3 separate regions of the Mus musculus genome follow, and regions 1 and 2 are each linked to region 3. The links are chromatin contacts, called in public HiChIP or PLAC-seq and promoter capture Hi-C maps. All regions are on one chromosome and are shown on one strand. Each heading gives the region's core, a stretch centred on a gene start, on an enhancer-like site or on the middle of the called end of the contact. The rest is flanking DNA. Distances are from core to core; before and after follow the strand shown.

Region 1 (3,776 bases), core at 365-2,864, 1.1 Mb before region 3:
TGCCTATCCATGCATACACTTGGTATTTGCTTCATTCAATCACATCTAAAACTAGAAATATAATCGTAGCAAAGCATTAAAGGCTAGATGTAGCAGAACTTTAATGGTTAGATGTAGGTTTTTTGTACTACCATTGAGTCATTCATGCTTTAAATTAGGTAACAAAATCCTTTACCATCTAAAGGAGACTGCCTTCTGATTTTCTATATTTCTATAGCTATTCTATATCTGCTCCTACGGCTTCCCTTTCTCCCTGGGAGACTCATGCCTACATAACCTGCAGGGTATTCTTCATCAGCTGGAGAAATCAGAGTCTTAAAGAAATTAAATGGTAGCCACAAAGTTCATATCTGACTTTTAATGCACAAAAAGCTTTTAAAATCAATTTATTTTAAAATATTCCCTTATTTGTATATCTTATTATCTTAGAACTATCATTTCTCTCTTTGGGGAATAGAGCAAATTCATTACCACATTTTAATAAACCTTAACATTCTTAGACAATATAAAAGCATGTTTGAGACAGATAATGATTATTTTATGTGTTTATCTGAAATTGGAATTCATATTCTTTGTTTTCAGGATATTAGGAGACTTTTTCTTAATAAATGCAGTGGTAAAATCTTGAAAGTCAAAGGCACAATAACACTGAATTTTAAAACTACCTATAGAAACAGTCTGGAATATATAGAGGAGAAAAGTAATTAAGAAACCCCTCAGGAGAAAAGGCAGAGAGACTGGAAAGGGTTGTGGATAGAGGAGGAAAAGGTGGGGAAGAGAGAGAAGGAAGAGAGAACAAGGATGGAAGAATGGAAGGAATATGGAGGGAAGGAATGAGGAAGAAGGAGAGGGGAGGAAAGAGATGCCTGGAAGACATGGTTTGGGCACTGCCCTCTTCCCTCCCTGGGGCTATATTTTATGTCTGAAGACAGTCACCATGGACTCACAGTTTAAAATGCTTCATTATCGGGCATGGGACTTATGTCTGTGTGTTCTTCAGTTCTCAGAAACCACATAAGACTGGTGGGGCTCAGGGAGAGTTCTGGTAGTTCTAATGGCCAGGCCTGATAAACAAAGAGGTTAGTGCTTTAGCTAAAATCTCAGAAAATAGAAGTGTTCCATTGCATCCAGTTTTCTGACCATTCAGATAGACTCATCTATCCAGAGTGCCACAACTCAAAATACCCTAGTGAGATTTGCTTATCTCTGGGATGAATGTATATGATTTTGTAGAGTCACATATTTCTGAAAATATTTTAGTTGTCTTTAAACTTTTTGAGATCAAAGTAGAATTACATAATCTTTCTCTTTCCTGTCCTTCCCAGACCTTTCCAACATAACCTATTGCTCTCTCAAATCCGCAGGTTCTATTTCTTTAGTATTATTCTAAGTATTTCAAAGAACAGGATACAGAGAAATTCTTCGAAACAAGACTGTGCATATGTGCTTTGCTGTTGCTGTTGCTGTTGTTTATCTATCTTCTCTGTCCCTAAAGATATCCAGCTCTCGTTATCAAACATTTATTGTTAAGGAAACAGGCTCGTTCTGTAGCCCCAAGCACTGTGAACGTGGTGTCAGGACAGTGAATCAGTGATCTGGCACGGAGATGCCTTCCACTTCCTTCTAATTTCACTACCACTCCAGCCAGTCGCCAAGCCTCCGCAGTCCACGCAGCTGCATAATTATACCTCACATCTACAAAATGAATTAGTTTATTTTTAAAACAGCTAATTGCCTTAGTGGAGTCATGTTTTACCAGCAGCACAAAAGCACTTTGTTCGCTGCGGGGGGATTTTCTTTTAGAAGGACTATTAGGCTGTAGCTTCTGTGAAAGTCAGTTATAAACAGCCAAATATCAGCAAAATCCACTGAGGAAGCTCATATTCCAGAGCATCCCAGAGCAATTTTAGTGTTATTTACTGATAACCATGTAGCTCTGTGTGATCTTACGATTAAAATGACATATTTACTATGTTCTATGGCACAATGGCAATTATTTGGGTCCATTTTTTCTGTGTATTTTTCTATGGCCAAGCTTAGATGCTTTCCCTTGAAACCTAATTATGTATTTACAAGTAAAAAAAAAAAAAAAAAAAACCAACCTCTTGTTAGAACCAAGATTTCTTTCCAGTAGAGGACTGAACTTTTGAATTTTTATTTTGCATGTTATCTTCATATGTATGCCTTCTGCTCTTATAACACAACATTGAATATTGGATAATTTGCAAAATGTAAATGTTTATTTGACTTACAACTCCAGAGCCTAAGTCTAAGAGCAAAATACTGGCGCCCAACACCTTTGTCCTGTGTCATTAAATGGCAATCAAGACTGAGGCTATCATCAGGATGAACTCACCATTATTATCAGGAAGACATTCTCATGATGGCTTACCTACTGCCCTAGTAACAACATCCATTCTCTCAGGACAAAAGAGCCTTCATGACATATGAAGGAAGTTCCATCTTCAGAGCTCTTACTGTTTCACTGGCAAACCTCAAAGTGATTTTTAACAGGGTGAATGCCGAACAACATTCAAATCGTGCCTATTTTATCTTTGTCAAAATGGGAGATGTGATGTTTCAGCAATATTATGGTATTGGAAATCATGACTAAAGATTCATTTATTCCCTGTAAGGTGGCATTGCCTTGAACAATTGAAATCAGCAATTCCTAGAATGACTGAGTCAAACCAAATCCCAGAGGCATGAAGAGTATCGCTCTACGGGGCCACGTCTTCATGACCTCTGAGCAGTCAATGCAGATTAGAAATAGAAGAACATTGATGTAACCACGATGCACAGCCATGCTTGTTCGTTAGATACTTTGGAAGTTCAGTAGCAGAAGGCTAAGATAGCTGATAAATATGTGTCCAGACTCTGATGTTACGTGGCTACCACAGATATCCTCAAATGGGGAACTCTGTTGACATTTCCAAACTTTGTTGCACTTCTCAATGGCAAATCAACTGCTTACTCATTGGTTAGTATTTGAGAGTAAGGAAGCCCTGAGAAGAAAAGCAAATGGCAGGCACGCAATAAAGTTCAATTTGGAAGCCCACTCCCATGTTTTCCTCATCTCCCATGTGCTGCCCCATGCATCTGAACAATGATATTTGTTCTGTTTTGTTTTTCATTATATGACCACACAGAAATTTTTTTTTAAAATGCATTTTAGTGATCATTTAAGTACTGTATCCAAGTTTGTCTTCATACCCAGAAAAGCAATATTTATAGAGCTAAATTATATTATTTGAGTTCAGTTCCAGGACAACACATGTATCATGCCAATTAGGTTTCAAATGATTTACCTAACAATTCCTTGGAAAGCAGTGCACTGCTTTTGAAAATGAGAATGCCAGTTGATAGTTATAGGAATGGAACTGCCTCTGCTGCTACATGCTGAATGATGGGCGCATCTTGGATGCTACACTTTTCCTGGCTTCAAGCTCAGTGACACCCCCTTGGATGGACATTTCATTCAATAGACGAATCTCCATAATTATACCACAGTCAAGTAAGACAAATCTGAAATCTGTTACATGATTCTTCACCAATTTAGTGCTGAATAACTAAAAGAAAGAAAATGCAGATAGCCTCCAAGACCTAACTTGGCCTCGAAGAACTGTCAGACTAATTCATAACTAATGATATCTTAAAGGGCTTCCAGGGAAGCCTATTATCCAAAGAGTCAGTATTGCCAAGTCAAGGCTGACAGAGAACAGAAATTGTGTGTGTGTGTGCATGCACGCATGTGTGTGTATAAGTAATGTAATTAT
Region 2 (3,299 bases), core at 732-3,231, 1.1 Mb before region 3:
AAAAACTGTGTAAGATTAAGCCAGTTAAAACTGCAGCATGGTTAGGCAAGATACCCACAAAGAGTCCATGACAATCTGAGGAATTACTAGCAGCTGATAGCTTCTGGGGGGGGGGGGGGGAGGAGGAGCCATTTTTCATTGAGGATGTGGGTTCTGATAGGTTGCCCATGGATGGTCCCATACCCATGTTTACAAGGACAACACTAATTAGGATCAGTAGGATATAAAACAAAATAACTAAAAGTGAAGAGGATATAGTTGAGAGGCGATATGCTGGGGTAGTGTCTTAACTGAATTGGTGGTGGTGGGGTAAATGTGATCAAATTACAGTGTGTGTGTGTGTTTGTGTGTGTGATAGAGAGAGGGAGACAGAGAGACAGAGACACACAGAGAGAAACAGAGACAGAGAGAGAGAGAGAGAGAGAGACTTGCAAAGGCTAAATCAAAACTACCACTAAAATACTAAAATAAAAAAAAACACATCATTACAAATTTTTAAAATGTGCTCAATGAAAAACAAGTTTGGATATTATGCCTTAAGAAAGTATTTCTCTTTCTTCTAACAGACTTATGAATTGATTATCACAACCCTCTTTAGCAAAGCCCTGGGCTAGTGTAATTCCATATAAAGAAACTGGGAAAAGGATAATGGTTTGTTTGGCTTTGTAAGCCAGAAATCAAATGGAAAAACCTGCTTCTATTTTCTACTACCTGACTGACAAGAAATGCTCATGAAGTTAGCATATCTGTGAGGCATGGGTGTGAGAAGTACTGGTGACCTAGATTAAAAATAAAAAAAAGTGCTCAAAGCTGCGAAAGGACAAAGAGGAGACTAAGGCCAGGAGTAAACAATCGGGCTCTGGGAATTACACGAATGAGTGAGGTGTCCTTTTTATTACATTAGTGACATAAAATAGCATCAAACTCTGCCCAGTTTAGCTTGTATGGGAGGGCAACTTTTCCATCAGGGAAAGATCATGATGGAGACACTTTGGAGGAATAAAAGTTGGAGGTACTATCAAAATGCAGGAGGTAGCCCAGTGGTTCTGTCTAATTGCTATGCAGGCATACTTGCAAGAGTGCACAAGAATTTGTATACCACCACCTTTATCTTACGTGTTATGCGGAGTGGTAGAAAAGTAATATAAGTATTGGTACTAGAGACACAGGTTCCAAAAGCCATACTCTGCAATGCTGGTCATTAAGATTAATAAGCAATGTTCATAACCATTAACTTCACCATTAAGGGAGACATATCTATCTGGGCCTTTTGGATAGATATCACACTACTAAAGGTACTGATGCTTTATTATTATCGTAATTCTAAAACTCACCTTTGGCAGATAACTTTACTGTAGTTCCCAAGTACAGAAAAAAAAATAATAAATTGCCTGTTGCTTTCAGAACTCACTGTTAATATTACATTGAAGCACGGGGGAAATCAGCATAATTAGAGGCAACCAGCTTGTTTAAGTAGAACTGGTTAATTAAGTCACAAAATTCTAAGGGCGGATGATGAAATAAGCAGACATATGCACTTAGAGCTTTCTGTTCTGCTTTTTTATTTTTCTTTTAATCAAATGGTTCTAGCACCTGGGCTTTTTCAAATGTCCTTCTGTTGAATATCGCTTTCAAGTGGAAGTTAGCAAGGACAGTGCTCTCTGGTAAATGAGCTCCTCATTTGGAGAGTAATGACATGCCCACACACACTCTCCACAAGAGCAACCCCACTATCTTCATATCTTGGAGAGAGTTAACTGGATATGCAGAATGGGCTGCAACTAGCCTACAGCCTCTCTCTGACCCGAGGCAAGAGGGTTTCTGAAAGAAGATAGCCGAGGAAGCTGGAGCCTTGCGCTGCTGTGTCGACATGTCTAGAGCTCAGAATAAAATTGAGTTTCCTGCTTTAGCCATAGCCAGTTCTTAAAATAACCTGAAGAAATTATAGTTCTGATTACATAGAAAGTGAAGGACTCAGAACATTCTCCTAATAAAGCCAGGAGAGTGACACACAGCTTAGTCACTGCAGGCCTCTAACGGGAGTTTTAGAGAGGAAAAATAGAGCTTTGAAATTGGATAATTTGATTTGAAATCTTGCCTAATTATTTTAAGAATGCAGAAAACCTTTCGTTTTGGCCAAAAAAATAATGATCTGGAATCCAATTATGAAAGAACAGGCTTTTAAAGTGCTTGCTATCTCCAGTAATGGAGGGGGAAAATGTGTCTTTTAAATCTCACTCTGCTGCAAATCTCTTTCTTGGATGTCTTGCTTTTTGCATTTTGAATGGACAAATGTAATATAATTTCCTTCTGGAAACATAGCATTGTAAAAGTTAGATGAGATGTTTAAGTCCTTTTTGGATCGTATCTAGCAGAGTACAGATTTTTAAGAACAAAAACACTTCTTGTTTCATTTTAATTCCCCAAGGGAGATATCTGACATAACCAGATGCCTGGATATTTGTCACAGCATCGACCATTTACCGAGAATCCGTGCCCAGCCTCCGTTTGATTAGCACACCATGAATAAAGTAGGCAAAGTTGAGAGAGCCTCTGATGATCCCAATTAAAAATTATTAGTGTCTATCATGTTTCAGCGTCCATGTGTGATCCCAAATGGCGTTTCTCCCTCTGCTAGCTTTCCATTTATTTGTTACATTCTCGGGATACTTAATGATTCATGTACTGTTTGAATGGCAGTCATAGAAATGTGACCTAGGATGCCCAATTATTAAGACAGAGAGAATGAAGCAATTGGAGGTGATCTTTTTTAAGATAATCACATTTTACTTGTAAACTAAGAAATTATTCAATGAAACTAACATTTTGAAATGGTCCTGGTTATGTTTAATATAAAGCTAGTTGGATCTTTATAGAGTTTGTCTGTTTTTACATGAGAGTTAAATTGGACTAACCCTCAGCACAGTGTGGTGAAACAGGCGCTCCAGTGAACATTTGTTGAAAAAAAAAATCAGTTATTGAAACATTGTATCTTGTGTTATAGTTCTTGAGAAGTGGTGGTGAGACAACTTGGTAGAAGTGACTAACAACCACATATACACAGAAGGCAGGATGTAAGTCTCCAAGGTAATCAAGACCATCAGGAGGATGTTAGACCAAAATTAACACCGCGAGAAAATGTGTTATGCATATATTACAGCCTACGTGTGGGAATCTGTTCATTTATAGAGAGACTGCCTCCCTGTGAATGGCTGTGTTGGTAGTGCCAAGTACAAAAAAACCCACTTGGGGCCATTCAGAAGTAACAGCCACACATTCTGAGGCACTTTAGAGTCAGA
Region 3 (3,560 bases), core at 1,002-3,501:
ATTTTTAATTATGTAGATAGGTTGTGTTAATCTTTAAGTTTTATTTCAGCATAGTGAATGATATTTTCATAGCAGTAAAGAGAACACTGCAAATTATTGCTCCTAAGAGAATACCAGGTCCCACAGGGTTCAACGCCTCTAAGGATCTGGTATGACCACTGAATACAAGGTTAAATGAATTTGTGTAAACCCATAAGACTTTTGGGAAACTACTTACAGTAACTTACCAAAAGTCATATATTCAAAGACAGATATCCTAACACTAAGTATCTTTTTCTCTTTATTTAAAATATATATACATGTATCTCAATACATAAACCACATGAGGTCCACATGGTAACTTCACCTAGGATATGTAGAATATGTAGCATTAAGTCTTTGGGGACCAGTAAGATAGAATACATTTGACATTTTTAAATAACCCAAGGGGGCCAAATGGAAAAGAATATGCTTTGTTTTGTTTTCTTTCCACACACACACAAATGACCTCTTAAAAGTTCAACTTATAAAAAAAAAACAAAAAACAAAAAAAGTTCAACTTATAAGATACAATGTGATTTCAGAAAACTACTTACTTTCTCTAAGAAAACAGTCCAAAGTTGTAATGGGATACTTTTTGTAAAATAAAGTCCTGCCACGGAGAAAGAAAGGCAACACACTGTCTGTCTAGTAGGAAATGCTTCCGAGAAGACTTAGCATTAACACTGCAGTCTCAATTCTATTTTTTATTATTATTATTATTTAAACAAAAAGAAGACAGACCTACTGATGCTTCCTTCAGTATTGCCCACAAGCCTAAAAACATAAACTATACAGGATAAATGGTACAAATAATACAGGACAATTAATATGACAATACAATTCCCAATATTTTCAATGTTTTATTGACTTTTTATTACTCTTAACTAATACTCAAGTAATACTGAAACCTAATTTGCATTGGAAAAAATAGGCTTCTTTTAGCATACCTTTAGCACAGTAACAAGGAGAGGTGTCCAGCTCAATTAAACAGTGTATTCTATTCTACATGGCTGCATTATCCAATTCTGTTACAGAAATGATCCGATTCTCGTCTGTAGTGTGGCTCCTATTATGCATCTTTAAATAACTTTTCCCCAATGAATGAAAAGCTGGTTAGACTACTTAACATAACTATGTTTCCATGCTTAGTGACCACCTTGGATGGTTAATGGGGCTGACTGCCAAAGTCCTCGAGAGTGGTAACTGCTTTGGATAATTTGCCCCAAAACAATCCCTGCAATTTCTGAAGTGTCATTGAATTACTAAAGACATCGATGTCATCTCAGGTATCTCTGAACCTTGCCCCCATTCCCGCCAAATTAGTTGTGAAGTGTTATGGCATATCATTTCCCATTGAAATTCTGAGATTTTCTTTTTCAAGGTATTCTTACTAGTGCTTAATATAAATGCACTGGTGTGTGTGTGTGTGTGTGTGTGTGTGTGTGTGTGTGTGTGAACTTTCTATTCCTACAAAAAATTAGGCTCGTCGTTCATCCCCAATTAGCGCCCCCCGGGGGGACGGGGAACAATGAAATTACAAACAAACCTGCCTATGTTTTGCAATGAACCGGCTTCCACATTAGGAGAATAATACTGACAGCAAATTTTCATTATTAGGTGAGAACACACCCGGAAGTGATTAAACGAAACGTTTAATACCCAAAGCTCAGCCTGGTGGGTTTCTAGACACCGGGCACCTCTAGTCTCCACACGGGGAGTGCTTTTAGCACTGCAGCAGCCGCCACTCACACCACACCAGCCAGTTTCATCCCCAGGAACCGGGCCACTGCATCCAGGCCAGCGGCGCCGAAGGCGACGGTAGACGCCGGGGCTAAGGTTCACGAAGCTCGTGCGACTTTACTTCCGCGGCGCCGTGGGGTTACGGAGCTGAGGGCCCGTTGGCCAGCAGAGACGGGGCTCCCGGGAGGACGCGGCGACATCTTACCTCTCGGAGTAGCGCAGGAGCTCGGCGTCCAGCTGCTCGCGGATGCCCGTGCGCTTCCTGCTCAGGTAGCGGGGCGACAGGGCGATGTGCCTGCGGTGCGGGGCAGCCACCAAGCACGAATAGCGGCTGCCCACCAGCGCGCACGCCGCCGCGTAGCTCGGCAACTCCAGGCAAGGCAGGACCCCGGCCTGACCCGCCACGGGCCTCTCGGAGGCCGCCTGGGACCGCTGAGACTCCACAGATCCCGCAGCCATGAGGCTTGGCTGGGTGCTTCGGGGCGCGCACGGATGACGCAAGCATTCCTCCCGCCTCACCTCTGAGTGTTGATGATGGCTGACATCATCAAAAGGCGACCGACCGCGGCCTGGGGATTTTTAATCTTCTAAAGCTGCATTATAGAGGTTTGACCAGCAGAGGGCTGCTGCTCTTTCCCGAGTCCAGATAAACCTCTGAGGCCGTGTACCTATAGAGCATGTGTGATATCCAGAGGCGGTTCTCTGATATCTATAGGCAGATGTTCATCACTTCAAAGTATGCTCAGTTATGGAGCGAAGCTTGAATTTATTGAATTTATTGATCTGGGCACCTAAGTATAAAAAGGCAGAGGCCCAAAATAGCTTGTTTTGTTTTGTTTTGTTTTTTAAGCTCCCAGTTTCTTTCAATACTGGGTCAAGGCCTAGTGAATTAATGGTTTGAGCTTTTGTTTTGTTTTGTTTTGTTTTGTTTTAATTCTTTTGGTTTTCTGTTTTTGTTTTGTTTTTAGACAGTATCTCTCCATGTAGCCTTGGGTGACTTGAAACTCGCTATGTAGACCAAGCTGGTTTGGTTCTAACATTTAGATATTTGCCTGCCTCTGCCACAAGAGAGCTGGGATAAAAAGCACGAGCCACTACTCCCAACTGAGTATTGTCTTTATTGGATTCAGCATGGCTATTGATAGGAGTGCCCGGTTCCAGCTGCAATGAGGCCTGATACATTGTTATGCGCCTGAGCTGTTCAATAAGGAATCAGAAACATTCGTGGAGATTTTCACTGCTGAACCCAATCATACACCGCAGCAGGCCACAAATTGCAAAGGCAACATCTGAACTGCTAACACCATACCTCTCCAATCTAGGGTCCCTCTGCCTTCTGCTATATCACAGTGAGAGTGTTGTGACATGTTTTTCAAATGGCTAAGCCCAGCTACCAGCTTTGACCTTCTTTTGTATACCCAGACATCAACCATATCAGCACAAGGGTTTGTATTGCCCAAGGGATAAAAAAGAAACCTTCATTTGGACCGTGATGTCCTAACAACCCAAACTGTTCCTCTAGCTCTTACAACCCTCCACCTTCTTCAACTATGATCTCTAAGCCTTGGGTGCAGGAACTGTGCACATCTTGGGCTGCAAAATGTTGGTTTAAAAAGCCCAGCTTCATAAAAAACTACCTACCTTGGCTACCTGATGAAGGGAAGCAAGAGGAGCCCACCGCAGAATAGCATTGTTACCATCCTTCAGATTCCAATGCCAAAGACTAAGACAGCTGTATATTGCTGGCTCTGAATATCAGAGTTTATGGAAATAGCAAGGCCTGTCTATAGACTAGCACA

The links. Promoter capture Hi-C pulls out the DNA fragments that hold promoters and counts their contacts. HiChIP or PLAC-seq counts read pairs in DNA pulled down with a chosen protein or histone mark.
Region 1: a contact with region 3 is called in a promoter capture Hi-C map of hippocampal neurons, with 5 times the contacts expected there. The contact joins the enhancer-like site here to the promoter of Twistnb in region 3. A contact is called at or near these places in 5 of 39 promoter capture datasets (the 3T3-L1 cell line, the C10 cell line, cranial neural crest and 2 more) and 1 of 115 datasets of contacts at active chromatin or transcription factors (stem cell-derived neural progenitor cells).
Region 2: a contact with region 3 is called in an H3K27ac HiChIP or PLAC-seq map of the NIH/3T3 cell line, with 6 times the contacts expected there. The contact joins the enhancer-like site here to the promoter of Twistnb in region 3. A contact is called at or near these places in 7 of 39 promoter capture datasets (the 3T3-L1 cell line, the C10 cell line, cranial neural crest and 3 more) and 3 of 115 datasets of contacts at active chromatin or transcription factors (the NIH/3T3 cell line, astrocytes and microglia).

The regions. Positions count from the first base shown.
Region 1 is chr12:34,548,364-34,552,139 of GRCm38.p6, reverse strand. The region is part of intron 3 of Hdac9 (histone deacetylase 9); the gene reads left to right. Among named protein-coding and RNA genes, the nearest start is that of Gm46347, 240 kb to the left of the region's middle. Within about 2 kb of position 1,614, at least 16 of the 459 cell types and tissues checked have an H3K27ac peak or open chromatin away from gene starts, as enhancers often do. A contact at or near this core is called in hippocampal neurons, where this site is marked.
Region 2 is chr12:34,497,748-34,501,046 of GRCm38.p6, reverse strand. All of the region lies in intron 4 of Hdac9 (histone deacetylase 9), which reads left to right. Among named protein-coding and RNA genes, the nearest start is that of Gm51984, 280 kb to the right of the region's middle. Within about 2 kb of position 1,981, at least 67 of the 459 cell types and tissues checked have an H3K27ac peak or open chromatin away from gene starts, as enhancers often do. A contact at or near this core is called in the NIH/3T3 cell line, astrocytes, hippocampal neurons and 2 more, where this site is marked.
Region 3 is chr12:33,428,315-33,431,874 of GRCm38.p6, reverse strand. It overlaps Twistnb (twist basic helix-loop-helix transcription factor 1 neighbor), which reads right to left and starts at 2,251. Exons shown (of 4, transcript NM_172253.2): 1 at 1,967-2,251. The coding sequence starts at 2,220.